2 separate regions of the Mus musculus genome follow, and region 2 is linked to region 1. Evidence: chromatin contacts called from public Hi-C data. All regions are on one chromosome and are shown on one strand. Each heading gives the region's core, a stretch centred on a gene start, on an enhancer-like site or on the middle of the called end of the contact. The rest is flanking DNA. Distances are from core to core; before and after follow the strand shown.

The links. A called contact is a pair of places that touch in the nucleus more often than the background predicts.
Region 2: a Hi-C map of Th2 cells shows a contact between it and region 1, with 2.5 times the contacts expected there. The contact joins two enhancer-like sites. A contact is called at or near these places in 1 of 39 promoter capture datasets (hippocampal neurons), 3 of 484 Hi-C or Micro-C datasets (Th2 cells, group 2 innate lymphoid cells and pre-hematopoietic stem cells) and 2 of 9 other capture datasets (adipose tissue and pancreatic islet).

The regions. Positions count from the first base shown.
Region 1 is chr2:80,320,632-80,326,822 of GRCm38.p6, reverse strand. Dnajc10 (DnaJ heat shock protein family (Hsp40) member C10) reads right to left here. Exons shown (of 23, transcript NM_024181.2): 4 at 5,529-5,579; 5 at 2,081-2,163; 6 at 1,697-1,828; 7 at 1,112-1,205; 8 at 88-165. Among named protein-coding and RNA genes, the nearest start is that of Dnajc10, 8.3 kb to the right of the region's middle. Within about 2 kb of position 2,337, at least 16 of the 459 cell types and tissues checked have an H3K27ac peak or open chromatin away from gene starts, as enhancers often do. A contact at or near this core is called in Th2 cells, where this site is marked.
Region 2 is chr2:80,460,557-80,466,914 of GRCm38.p6, reverse strand. No RefSeq gene overlaps it. Among named protein-coding and RNA genes, the nearest start is that of Frzb, 16 kb to the right of the region's middle. Within about 2 kb of position 4,879, at least 7 of the 459 cell types and tissues checked have an H3K27ac peak or open chromatin away from gene starts, as enhancers often do. A contact at or near this core is called in Th2 cells, where this site is marked.

The sequences.
Region 1 (6,191 bases), core at 1,088-3,587:
TAAGTAAACACTTTGAAGCTTAAATTGCATTTTGAAATAACTGATTACTGACAGAAAAACAAAATCAAGTTGAGCAGCATAAATTACCTTCTCCTTTAGAGCAGAATGTGATCAGCCAGCCAACACCAGCAGCAAAAGCAGTTTCTATGGCATTAACAAAATTTCCTTTAAAGAAAATAAAATTTGTGAGTACATGTAACACTTCCAAATGGTATTTCTTTCTTTCCATACGTAACTACTTCCCGTCCCCTCTAAATAGTACTAATTATTTTTTTAAGACAACAATTAAGAAAACTCAACCATCATCAGTAAAGTCCCGTCTAAGCTGAGCTCTGCCTGTCTCCTGGCCAGTCACAGTTCTTCCCACACACGCTCACTGCACTCCACTGCTCTCCCTTAGACTGGGAAAGCCCTGCTGGTTTCCAAGTACCCAGTGTTCTCTGAAGCCTTCCTACTCAGTGCTATGAGACACCAGTTATGTTTTCTTTAAAAAAGTCCATTCTAACCTTTCTTTTTCTAAATGGGTTGTTTCATATCCTTTACGCTTAGTTTCTAACCATAAAAGTTATCGGACTGTATTTCAGTTGCTCATTGGTATCTTGCTCACTGAAGTGAAGTGGGATCGGATACTCTTTTACCGTAAACATAGTGTTGAACACAGTTTCTACCACACAGATGCTGCCAAATGAATAAATAAGACATTCCTCTAGCTAGAAACTGTCTCATGGATACTTCAAATAGCTAAGCTAAAATCACTTGGTGAGTTAAAATCTACCACTAGAAATGTTTTTGACCTTTAAATGAAGTTTCTGCCAGTGGCCATGGCCGCAGGTACATATGCCTCAGTGCTGAGTCAGCTGTTTCAAGGATGCCATGTCCTCCCATCTCACAGCCCTCTACACCTGAATTGCAGTAGTCCTTACGTAAACCCAACCAGCCTGTTCAGTGTACAAGGCAGCAGCAACCTGAGCAGTGACACACTTCCTTTCTAAGAAGTGCAGAAAAAGATACTGTAAAGTATCATTACTGTGACCCAAATCAACTCTCACTGTAAATTCAAAATACTGATTTCCAAACATGACTGAAAAGCACGCAATTAAGGAAACCTTACCTGTTGACAGCTCTGTCACTGTGCTCCTGACGTGCTGCATGGCGAAGGCCACTAAGCTCTCCTTTGACCGATCTCCATTGTACTTCACTGCAGCCTGATGGTTTTATAAAAACATTTATTACTTCTTCATTTCAAAAGCCTACCAAATACCTATATTTAACATTGTTTTGAATAATGCAGGAAGTTCTAATTTTAAACAACACAGTGCATTTACAAATAATACTTAAGAGAGCTGTGACAGTACAAATCATATAGAATACTCTTTTGCACCATTTGTAACAATTTTAGCTTCAGTTTTATCCACAGAAATTGGAAAAAAGGAAGATTAGCACTTTCTATCCCATGAGACAGCACCTAAAATACATTATAAACCATAAAACATAATATGCACATTAAATAAATATCCTTTATGACAGGAACTGATGGTCCCTAAAAAGTTTCATAAAGCAATACAAAAATGTTTATTATAAATTAGCTCCTAAAGTAAGAAAAAGCAGAAACAGCCTAAAAGTTTAGATATTGTTTTCTCTAGTATTTCGCTGGTTATAAAGTTTCACAAATCTTAAAAACAGAGATATCCCTTACCATTCCAGACCTAAAGATGAAGAGGCTGGGGTAGCTGTTAACTCCTTTCATTCGGCAGAGCATCCGATCATCACCACAGTTGACAGCTCCGATTCGAAGCAACCCATCCACTTCTTTAGCAAATTCTCTCCACTATGACAGTAAAGAAAACAAGTGTTTCTTTGGTAATGTTTCTTAAGAACTCTTGAGCATACTACACTTTATATAATCTTAAAGGGGAAACATTTTACTAGATAAAACATTTAGTAAAAGTATATGATAATGATTTCACAGTCAGTTACTAACACAAAATAACTTCCAACATACAATAATAAAAAAAGAAAGAACACATAAAACATCAACTAGGAAAAAGGCTTTAATGGCTGGGTTATTAAACATACGTACAGTGGGGGCTAAATCATGGCAATGCGAACATCCTGGGGAGTAAAAGTTTACAAACCACAGTTCTCCAGAGTTGACAGCAGCATCTGAAAGCACATAAGCCTAGTTACAGCACACTTCAATCACAAACCATTTTGCTAAGATCAAAATGAAAAAAAAAAATCAGTCCTAAATAGTTCACTGCCTTACTTCCTGTGGTTCTTTTCAAATGTCAAGCCCATGTAACTTTACAACCTCTCCTACATCTATACTTGAATGAGTAGCAGCTTTGTAGGGGAATGACTGCCATGAAGCCATACGTGTGGCACAGGAGCTAACAGCCAGGGCTTATGCCAGTCTGTGCACATAGGAGATAAAGAGGAGCACCAGAGCTGAGATTACAGCTCTTCTACCCCCACAGCGAGGCTCAGGAAGCCAGGGCCTCTCACAGACGCTGAGCTTGATCTTTGAGGCAGGTCTCACTGTATAGCCCTGGTAGCCTGGAATTTGCTATGAATACCAAGCCTGCCTTTAAAACACAGGTATCCTCCTGCCTCTGGCTCCAAGTACTGAGATCAATGGTGTGTGCTAGGGACCTGTACAACAGAGTAAAGATTACAGTGATTAAATTAAACCCTTTTCCTAAGTAAGATCTTTACCTTTGAAAAGCAAGTTACTTAAAAATGCAAAGTAAAGAATTCTGTCATTTAAACATCAATACATATTTTCCTAACATAGATATGAAGCATCATGAAGCCAGCAGCATAGAACTATAGAATGAATTGACGAAGACAAACTTATGATTTTAAGGAAGGCTCACTCTAATATTCTAGATAAAAATGTGAGGGCAATTTGCTTTAAGAGTCTTCATAACATTTAATACCCAAATCAGTTGTCAGTGTTTTTAAAATAAAATGTCCATAAATTATAACTATTAGGGATTGTGTACTATTTTTGCGTAACTGACTGGATAGCTGAAAACATCCAGAAACACAATTCAGTGGCAGGGTGGTTCTGTGGAGAAGCAGTTCATGTACACATTGCATGCAAGAGTGCGTAACTTAGCCTTTTCCTCAGTCCTTCTCTAGCAGACTTGAGGACCTGTTAATCTACCTAGGTGATCTCAACAAATGTCACGGCTTAGACCAACAACTGGTTTTAATTTAGGGAAAGTCTTCAACAGAGTTAATGAAAATCTCCATAGAAAAAGAGATCCTTTTATGAATTATAAACACACGAGATGGAGTATCTATTGCTGTATGCATCCCTGAGTCAGAAGCACTTCTAATCTCGGCAATAAGTACTGGCTCAGTTCTTACTGCCTATGTAGTAGTAAGATTAAAAATACACTTTCATTTCATTTATTCATTTCATAGATTTGGAAACAAATATAGTTTTGCTATGTTGTCTAATCTAGGCAGGAATGCCTCCTGCCTCAGCTTCCCATGTCGCTGGGCTCACAGGATAGATAGGCCACTGTCCTGGGCTCACAGGATAGGCAGGCCACTGTCCTGGGCTAAAAGTGTTTTTAGAAGCGAAGTAAAGTAGCACAATGAAATGCTTTTATATTAACTCAGTAATAGAAAACAGAGCAAGAATATTTAAAAATGCAAATTTCTTTTAAATCACAAAGCCAGACTATCTATTAATATCTTGTGCAATAGCTTCTACTAGTACAGAAAATACAGCACTGTCTTAAGTTCCTCTTTCTTGAGCCATCTTCAAAAGGATGCCTGAACTGCGGCCTTATTTCATGAGATGTTTTCTACCTTTCAAATACAGTTTAGAACTCGATCACAACCGATGTACTGTTGTACTGTGACAAAGAAAAAGACAGCATGCATGTGCTTAATGGAAAACAGGATTTCTCACAAAAGGAAAAGATTCTGACAACTTTGAAATTAATGCTCACTAACTACTACTGTCGCTTCTCAAGTGAGGTCACACATTTGCCGTTCCTTGCCTGGCAAAAGTGAACTATGTAATTTATAGATTAAACTTCTCAGTAGTAACAACTGGAAACTAGACAAACTATAAAGACCTATGTTGAAAGCCTGAGGCAGGTGTAGTAAGGAAACCCAATGCCAATACATGGAATGGTGGAAATCTGAGTCAGTACTGGCCACTGCTAGAAGAGATGCCTGGGCGGCAAGAAAGGCAGAGATTTCAATAGATTAATCAGCTAGAAGGAGAAAAGGACTTAAGGGTACAGAGGAAGGGCTCTGCAAGTAGAGATGAACTGGGGCATGACCACAGCTTGTGACCATTTTGTTCTATCTGAATAGAGCTGATTTGAGAGTACTGGGGACTATCCCAGAAGTCACTAAGAATACACATATCATTTAAAAATGATTCTATCATTATTTATTGGGAGACTGAATAACTCAACAACAGAAAAAATGGCAGTAAAAACTCACGAACAAGCCCTGTGGTGACATCTGCCCAAATACAAGTTGTCTCCAGAACCCACATTTGTCATCTCTCCACCTTTTGATCTAAAATGTCAGGATCATCTTATCACAATCTCCTGACGTGAAGAACGAAGCTAGTAGTAGTTAACTATCTCTGAATTATCTCTAGGGTTTCATGGCTAAATTTAAAATTACCATTTGGGGTTCTAAGTGACCTAATTAGGAGGCCCTTTTCTGCCAACATAAACCTTAGTAAAGTCTTATTTTTGGTGGTCTCACACAGCAGCCAGTTGCAGGTTTGGTTCGGTTCCTCTGATTCAATATGCAATCTCCTGTTTCCTAGCCACAAATGGTCCACAAAACATTTACAGATGAGTCAGACTAAGAACCACACAGGAAAAGCTACAGAGCTATTTAACCACATAGTATAATACAGGTATTAGTTTTATCTGGCAATAAATCGAGTTCCCCTATTTCTTTTGTAGGAAAGATGTTGATATATTCATATACACAACTTTCAATGGGTAAGAAGTATTAACATTTCTAAAATTTTATTTTACATATGTGATAGTTCCGCAAAGCATCGAAATCCTTGAAACTATAGTTAGCAATGGTCGTGACACCATGTGGGTGTTAGGAATTGAATCCAGGTCTCTGAAGAGCACTGGGCAGGCAAATTCTCTAGCAGTAGTTTTCCTAATGCTGCAACCTTTCATGTTGTGGTGACTACCAACCATACATTTATTTTGTGTTATGTCATAACTGTAATTTCACTGATGTTGTGAATCATGTATATGTCTGATATGCAGATGGTTTTAGGTGATCCTGTAAAAAGGTTGCTGATTCCTCAAACTGAACTCACTGCTCTAGCCCCATGCTGGTGCTTTTATTTTGAAACAATGAACCATACGCTTCTCTGAAAAGTTTAATGGATCATGTACATCATATTCTTTTTTAAAACCTGAAGAATTTCTAACTTCTGATTACATTTAGACTGGTGAGTTTTGGGTAAGAGATGTGATTTGTATGTAAGTCAGAAAGTCATATGCCTATAAACTTACCAAATTCTCTTCTTTCTAATGTTATGATTTCAGGATCATCATCGTAAATACCTAATTTTAAAAGTGGATAAAAAAAATCATAAAATTAAAACTTCATTAAAACAAATCACTACATAAAAGATTATACACTCTTGCCTTAGCTATACAAAAATCAGGTAGTTACACTGAATTTCAAACTTGAAAACTAGATGTCAAATTAAGAGAAAAGCCAACGGTAACTCTGACGACTGATGACTCGTTCGAGACTGCCATCAGCTTGGGAAGCTCCTTCCTAATCACCCATTGGAATCCGTACGAATAGGCTCCTAATTGCCTTCTCCAATGAACTCCCTGTTTTGCTTTGTTACTTTTAAAAATAACCACAAACTCACTAGAAGTTGCAAAAAAATGGACTGGAGAGCTGGCTCAGTGATCAAGAACACTGGCTGCTCTTCCAGAGGTCCTGAGTTCAATTCTCAGCAACCACATGGTGGCTCACAACCAAACACCTGTAATGGCATCTGATGCTCCTTCTGATGTGTCTAAAGACAGTGACAGTGTACTCATATGGCTAAAATAAATGAATAAATGTTAAAAAAAAAATGTTTCAAACACAGCACAAGTTCTTATGTACCCTTCACCTAACTTCTCCTAAAGATGACATGCTATTCAATATATGGTATC
Region 2 (6,358 bases), core at 3,630-6,129, 140 kb before region 1:
AAACTGTTTCAGGATGTTTTCAGCACCCGTGAGACTTTTCGTACATAGCTACATCGCGCTGCCTCAACCGTTCATCTCCATGTGATTTTCTTCCAGTTTTTCCATTTGTCTGCATGTGGAAAAACATCAGAGATGCTGCAGGAAAATCGAGAGATTTCTACCACAGATAAGTCGACATAAAGATGAAACATTAGCTCTTCCTGGTGTTGAAAGTACTTTGGCCGTTTCTGACCAGTGGTTTCCGTAGGAAGACCCTGAGTGATCGTGGGCTGGTGGTGAAGGGGAAGTGAAGGAGGACGAACAGCACTCGGAACCGCGCCACAACAGGGTGGTTAGCACCAGTGCCTCTCTTACTCCTATGATACAATTGTTCACTGGCTGTTCCCATGCCCCCAGACTCCCTTCCCTTTTCCTTGTCCCCCCACCCCATTACCCCCTGACATCTAAACCCATGTTTACTTCTGGACCGCTACAGATCTTCAGTTCCACCCATCTGAGTTGTTTATGAAAGCGTTTCCTAAACAGATACTGTTTCTTTTCTAAGAATCCTGGTGCCAGCCATTAAGATAAAACAGCTTGCCTCCCCCGTCCCTAAGTACTTAAAGGTTGGGTAGAAGATTTACTTAAGTTACAGATGCAGCCTGGATTCAGATCATGTTTCACCCCCACATCCCAGATAATCTACTCCAACTAACTGCACAGTTTACTTACTGACCACACAATGTGCTTTTTCTGCTTTGTTAGTGGAGTATATACTTCTGGCGAGGCTGTGTATACATGTTGTTCTCACTCAACGAGTAACATGCTCCGCCCTCCCCCTCAGTCCCCACCATTTTTGTTGTTATTGAGTCCTTTACTCACCGTTCTACTTACAAAACCTTCATGATCATGTGACTTTATGCCAAGAAACAAAATCAAAATTATTCCACATTCAAATTAAAACTAGCAATAAAATTAAGCATATGGCCACAAGGAGACTGTAGAGGACAGGACCCTGTGTGTGAGGAGCTGGCACACGTGATGGTGTGTGTTTGTACTGCACTGAGATCACCTGAGCTTTGTCTGGTTGAGGCGAGATGATTGGTACGGTTGGGGCAATGTACAGGCTTTCTGATGCTTCTGCACCGTTATATAGCAATACATATGCGAGGACTTTTGTTGAGGAAGGGTCCTGTGCTCTGTGTATTCAGATGCTGCTTTCTATGCCCTGAGATCTAGTCACAGTCCAGACATGGGCACTGTCAAGAATACTGAAGAATCTCCTATGCCAATGTGGTGTCAGGAGTGCTCCCCAACTATCTCTGATTGGTTAATAAAAGGCTGAACAGCCAATAACTGGGCAGAGGATAGAGATAGAAAGGCTGGACTTCTAATTCCAGCCAGAGATCCAAGGGAGAAGAGCCATGGGGGAAGGGAGTTGGCCATGAGGCAGGTGAGGGTCCAGGAGGAGGATAAGGGCCATGAGGCAGGTGGAAGAAGAAGAGGACGCTTGCTATGAAGTTGGGCATGGGAAAGAGTAGACAAGGGAATTCTCCATGAGGACAGACAGATGGAGCTAAGGAGAGACTAAGTAACTTGGGAAGGGAGGAGGGAGAAGAAGGATGGAAATCAGTAAAGGACAACGGGGAAGAAAGAAGGGACGGAGATGTGTAATGTGGAGGATTCTGGGGCTAAGAGTTTACTCCATAGTCACTATATAATGGAAGCTGGAAGCAGAAGATGAACCAATGATTTAGCTTCCTTGCTGTGAGGGCCAGTATCAGCATACCATTGTGCTGATTGCTACAATCTCAGAGTCTGAATCAATGCCTAGAGCAGGGTCGACAGCTTCCACGGATTTGCTGAATGAACAGATTCTTGGTTTCCAGAAAGACAGGCCACTTTGTCTTTGTTTTCTATATTTTTAAAAGCAAATGTGAAATTCTCTTCACCCAACATGGGAATACAGAGCCGAAAGGATTGAGCCGACTCAGCCTTTCTCGAATTGAATCAGTTTGATTTCTATAGAGATGGGGCACAGATCACAACAGGTTTGACTCCCCCCATCCCCTTCCACCAGAAAAGTAAAAGCTCAGAGAAATTTTCACTTTGCTGTGCAAGTCTCTCCCCCCCCCCCCCCCGATCCCCACCTTTTGCAGAACGCATATTGATGGTCTCCTCAGTATGGAAGGTCAGAAGTTGACACATCTGACAGCCACCTAGACTAATAACTGTGGGGAGAGAGTGAGTTACTTTCCTGGCTTTTGAGTACTTGTAAGCTCTCACACAGGAAAGGATGGGCAGTAATTTACTATCCAATTTCTTTAATGAAAAGCTATAAGCAATGTGGGGAAATGCAGAGGCGAGTCTGAGTAGAGAAGAGATCCCATACAGCAGATACCATGAAACCTGGAATGCTTTGAGCCACCCAGAGGAGGCAGAATTTTCTTTCAGATGGAAAGAGAGAGAAATGATGATTTCAAGGGCAAACACTCATAATTGCTAGCATGGATTAGGGTTTATCAAGCATGACTGTAATTGCCTAAACATTTAAATTTATTTTTCGTAACAACCATATGTAACCAAGGGCTGTTATAATGTCAACAGGTGAGTGAATCAAGACTAAGAAAGGTTAAGACATTTGCTCAGGGATACGGGTCCAGAGAATTGCTGCCTTTGGCGACTGTGGGAAGGGACTACACTACAAAGTGCTGAGTCAGAGAAGATAGAGGTCCTCGGGATTGTTTCAGAAGTAAGTCATACAATGCTTGCTCTGTTTATAAGCTCCGTAACTTCAGCTGGTTGCCTGTGCTGTCACCCTCTCAAATTCTTTGTAAAAATGTATCCTGTCAACATTTTAAGGGGGAAAGGTTACAGAAGTTTATCTTTGGATATAGCAATGCAATTCAGCCTGAGGTCAAAAGAAAGTCAAAGATGGTAGATGAGTCCATGAAACCTGTAGCAGAAGAAAATTCAAGGCACACGTTTTTGGCAACAGTGGAGACCTTGGAGGTAAGCAGATAACTACAGTAACTGCAGACCAAGGGAGGGAGCAGATATGGTGTTGCTCAGAGTATGGGGTGTTCTTTTCTGTAAGTTTGGAAGGAAGGAAGCTTTCTGAGAGTTTGGAAGTTCTTAGGCTCATGTATACGTCTGTATTCTTACGTTTTCTCATTCATGACCACATCACCACATTCCCTAACCACCCCCCTGCCAGCTACTCCTGGCCTACTTGGCTTTGCCCATAGAAGAATTTACAGACTAGGAAAAAAATATCTATTCACAAGTAGACCAGGATGACGAGTTATTGATGATAGGCACCACGCACTGTAAGGACTAGTGGCACACAGAAAAAGTTATGATATGGCCTTTGATCTTGACACAGTGAAAGCTGATTCAGGCCTGTATAACAAGAGTCAGCAGGCAGTGTTGGCACACGCCTTTAATCCCAGTACTTGGGAGGCAGGGGCAGGCAGATTTCTGAGTTCGAGGTCAGAATGATCTACAGAGTGAGTTCCAGGACAGCCAGGGCTACACAGAGAAACCCTGTCTCGAAAACAAACAAACAAACACCAAAAAAAAAAAACAAACAAACAGACAAACAAACAAACAAAAGAATGTGGTTCTCCAGTGGAGGCCACTGTAAACTATTAGGATAAGGAAAGGACTTCCCTAAATTGATCTTAGTTGTCACCTCAATGGTTGTGAGCTTTCGTGTGGTTGTTGGGAATTGAATTTTAGGAACTCTGCTCGTTCCAGTCGGTCCCGCTCCCTCAGGCCCAAAGATTATAAATAAGTACACTGTAGCTGACTTAAGATGCACCAGAAGAGGGCATCAGGGTGTGAGCCACCATATAGTTGCTGGATTTGAACTCAGGACCTTCGGGAGAGCCATCTCACCAGCCCCTTGAGAAATAGTTTTGTGTTGACTTGGGAAGAACAAGGGGTGGGCTCTGTGGAAAGGAGATGTCACAGGGTGGCATCACTTGGTGAGGAGAGCATGGCCTAAATTGTTGGAGTATGTCATGGCATAAACAATCCTGGCACAACCCCTAAGGACTTTCCTAAAATGTTAAAAGGTACATCTTACCCCAGGGTTTCTTCTTATGCTTCTTCAAGGAGCATGAATCTGAGGAGGCTGACCAGGACTCTGGGTGCATCCTTGTGCTGGAGCGTCAGATGGGCTTTGCTGAGCTGGGTCCTTCCTGGAGCTCTGATATGAGGGTCAAAGTGGGTAATTTCCAAGAGTTGTTTGTGTCCCCTCACCACTGGAGAGCTGGATCTCATTTCACTAGGAAACTGTATTGTGGAATTTAAAACTCATTATATTTTTCAAATCAATCTCTCTGTCTCCCTTCCCCTATTTTTGTTTGTTTGTTTGTTTGTTTGTTTGTTTGTTTTGAGACAGTGTCTCACTATGTAACTCTGACTATCCTGGAAGATACTATGTAGGTCAGGCTGACCCAAACTCACCCCACTTCCAAGTCCCAAAGTGGAAACAGTTTCATGAAATGTTTGTAGTAACAGAATAAAGAAAGTTGTAAGTCAAGGTGCTTTTCAAATACATCAGTGGAAACTCTGTAGGCACTTACACAGAAGCAGAGGACTCTCAGCTGTGGACCTCAAACATGTCCCGATGACTCCTAGCTCTTTTCTTTGTAGAGGCTACAGATTTGCTAATACATTCAGAAATCTTTTATCCTTTAGTCAAGGCCGGCACAGAGATGAGAACAGAATGGCTATTTAGAAGGCTAAAGCCACATTGTAACTAGGCTCTGAGTCTGCAACAATGGCCTACGTGTCCTTTTAAGTATCAATCAGTCGATCAGACTTTGAGGTTTCAGGTTGAATATGTAACCACTTTCTGGAAACGTTCATTCTGACAACCCAAGTTAGAAATGAGTCACAGCAGAGAAAACCAGAGATGTTGTCACTGATACGAGTTCATTGGAGAACCATGGCCGAGTCTGTGAGTCCTGGTCCTTTGGGTTTCCTTTGTAGGCTCCTCAAAGTGAGGACACCAGGCCGGATGAAGTCAGAGTTCCAAGGAAAGTGTCCAGAGACCTTCGTTTACTCACAAAAGTTGCTTTTCTGTCTGGGCTGCTCCTGTATTGTTATTCCCCGGGGAAGAATGGGTGGGTGCTTTCTCTATCTGGAAATAGGTTCTTTCTTTCTCCAGACACAGAGCTCACGCTAGCACCTTTCCTCGCCCCAAAGCTTCTCGAATTCTTTCTCTATTTCTTTCCCTGCTTGCGGGGCTTCATGCTGTGCTGAGCACAGGCAACCTTCAAACCTTGTTTTTCTTGAAAATTTTAAGCAAATATTTACTTTTTCTATGTCTAGCCTTTTAAAATAGAGACGATGCAGATTTCCTTGTGGTGAAGCTGATGTTGGGAACACACAAAAGTCAGGCACAGGTGAAAGCATCCACCCTTGTTTCCTTCATTTCTCCTAAGAATTTATTTCAGAGAGTGGCAGTAGCCTTAGTGATAAAATAACAATATTAGCTGTAATAATTTACAAATACAAAATGGAAACACTTAACATGCGTTAGATCTGTAGATGAAGTGAAAAAAAAATCCTAATTCTTCTCTCAGGAGAGAAGAGGTAATTTAGATACGTGGAAAACATGAAGTCCATAAATGCTTTAAGAACATTGTAGTTGTTTAAGAAAAACAAAACAAAACAAAACAAGTTCACTCATAAACAGAACCTAGACATTTCTCGTTCCTTAGAGTAGGGATTCTCAGCCTTCCTAATTTACTGTGTCCCTTGGATACAGATCCTCCAGGCTGTGGTGACCCCACAACCTTAAGCTTAGTTTTGTTCCTACTTCGTAACTGTAGTTTTGCTACTGCTATAAATCATAATGTAAATATCTGATATGCAGGATATCTGATAGGCAACCCCCGTGAAAGGGTCTTTCAAACCGAAAAGGGGCCATGACCTACAGGTTGCGACCCACTGCATCAGCGCAGCAATACTTGAATAAAAGCCATTGGTTAGTGGCCCACTGAGGTTTCTCCTCTCTAATGGTAACTTAACTCTTCTGTGAAGTTGCTGGTTGCTTTCCTCATAGCTTACTGTATGAACTGTTGTAATCATATGCATTTCTGCCTGATTCTTGAAGACTTTAGGGACTGTCTTAGCCTACCACTCACTGGCTTGACCACGTGCTTCCGAGCAAAGACACTTGCAAGCAAGATGCGTATAGATCATGGCATTCCTGTCTGGCCTCTTGTTGTGAGTGACATTTTTAGCCACAGGTCACACTCACGAAATTGGTGATGTGGAACAGACTGACATAGTTCCTTGCATTCTGCCCAACCCTGGCAATTATGGTCTCAAAGATACTTCTAACTAAAACTTTTGGATCTAG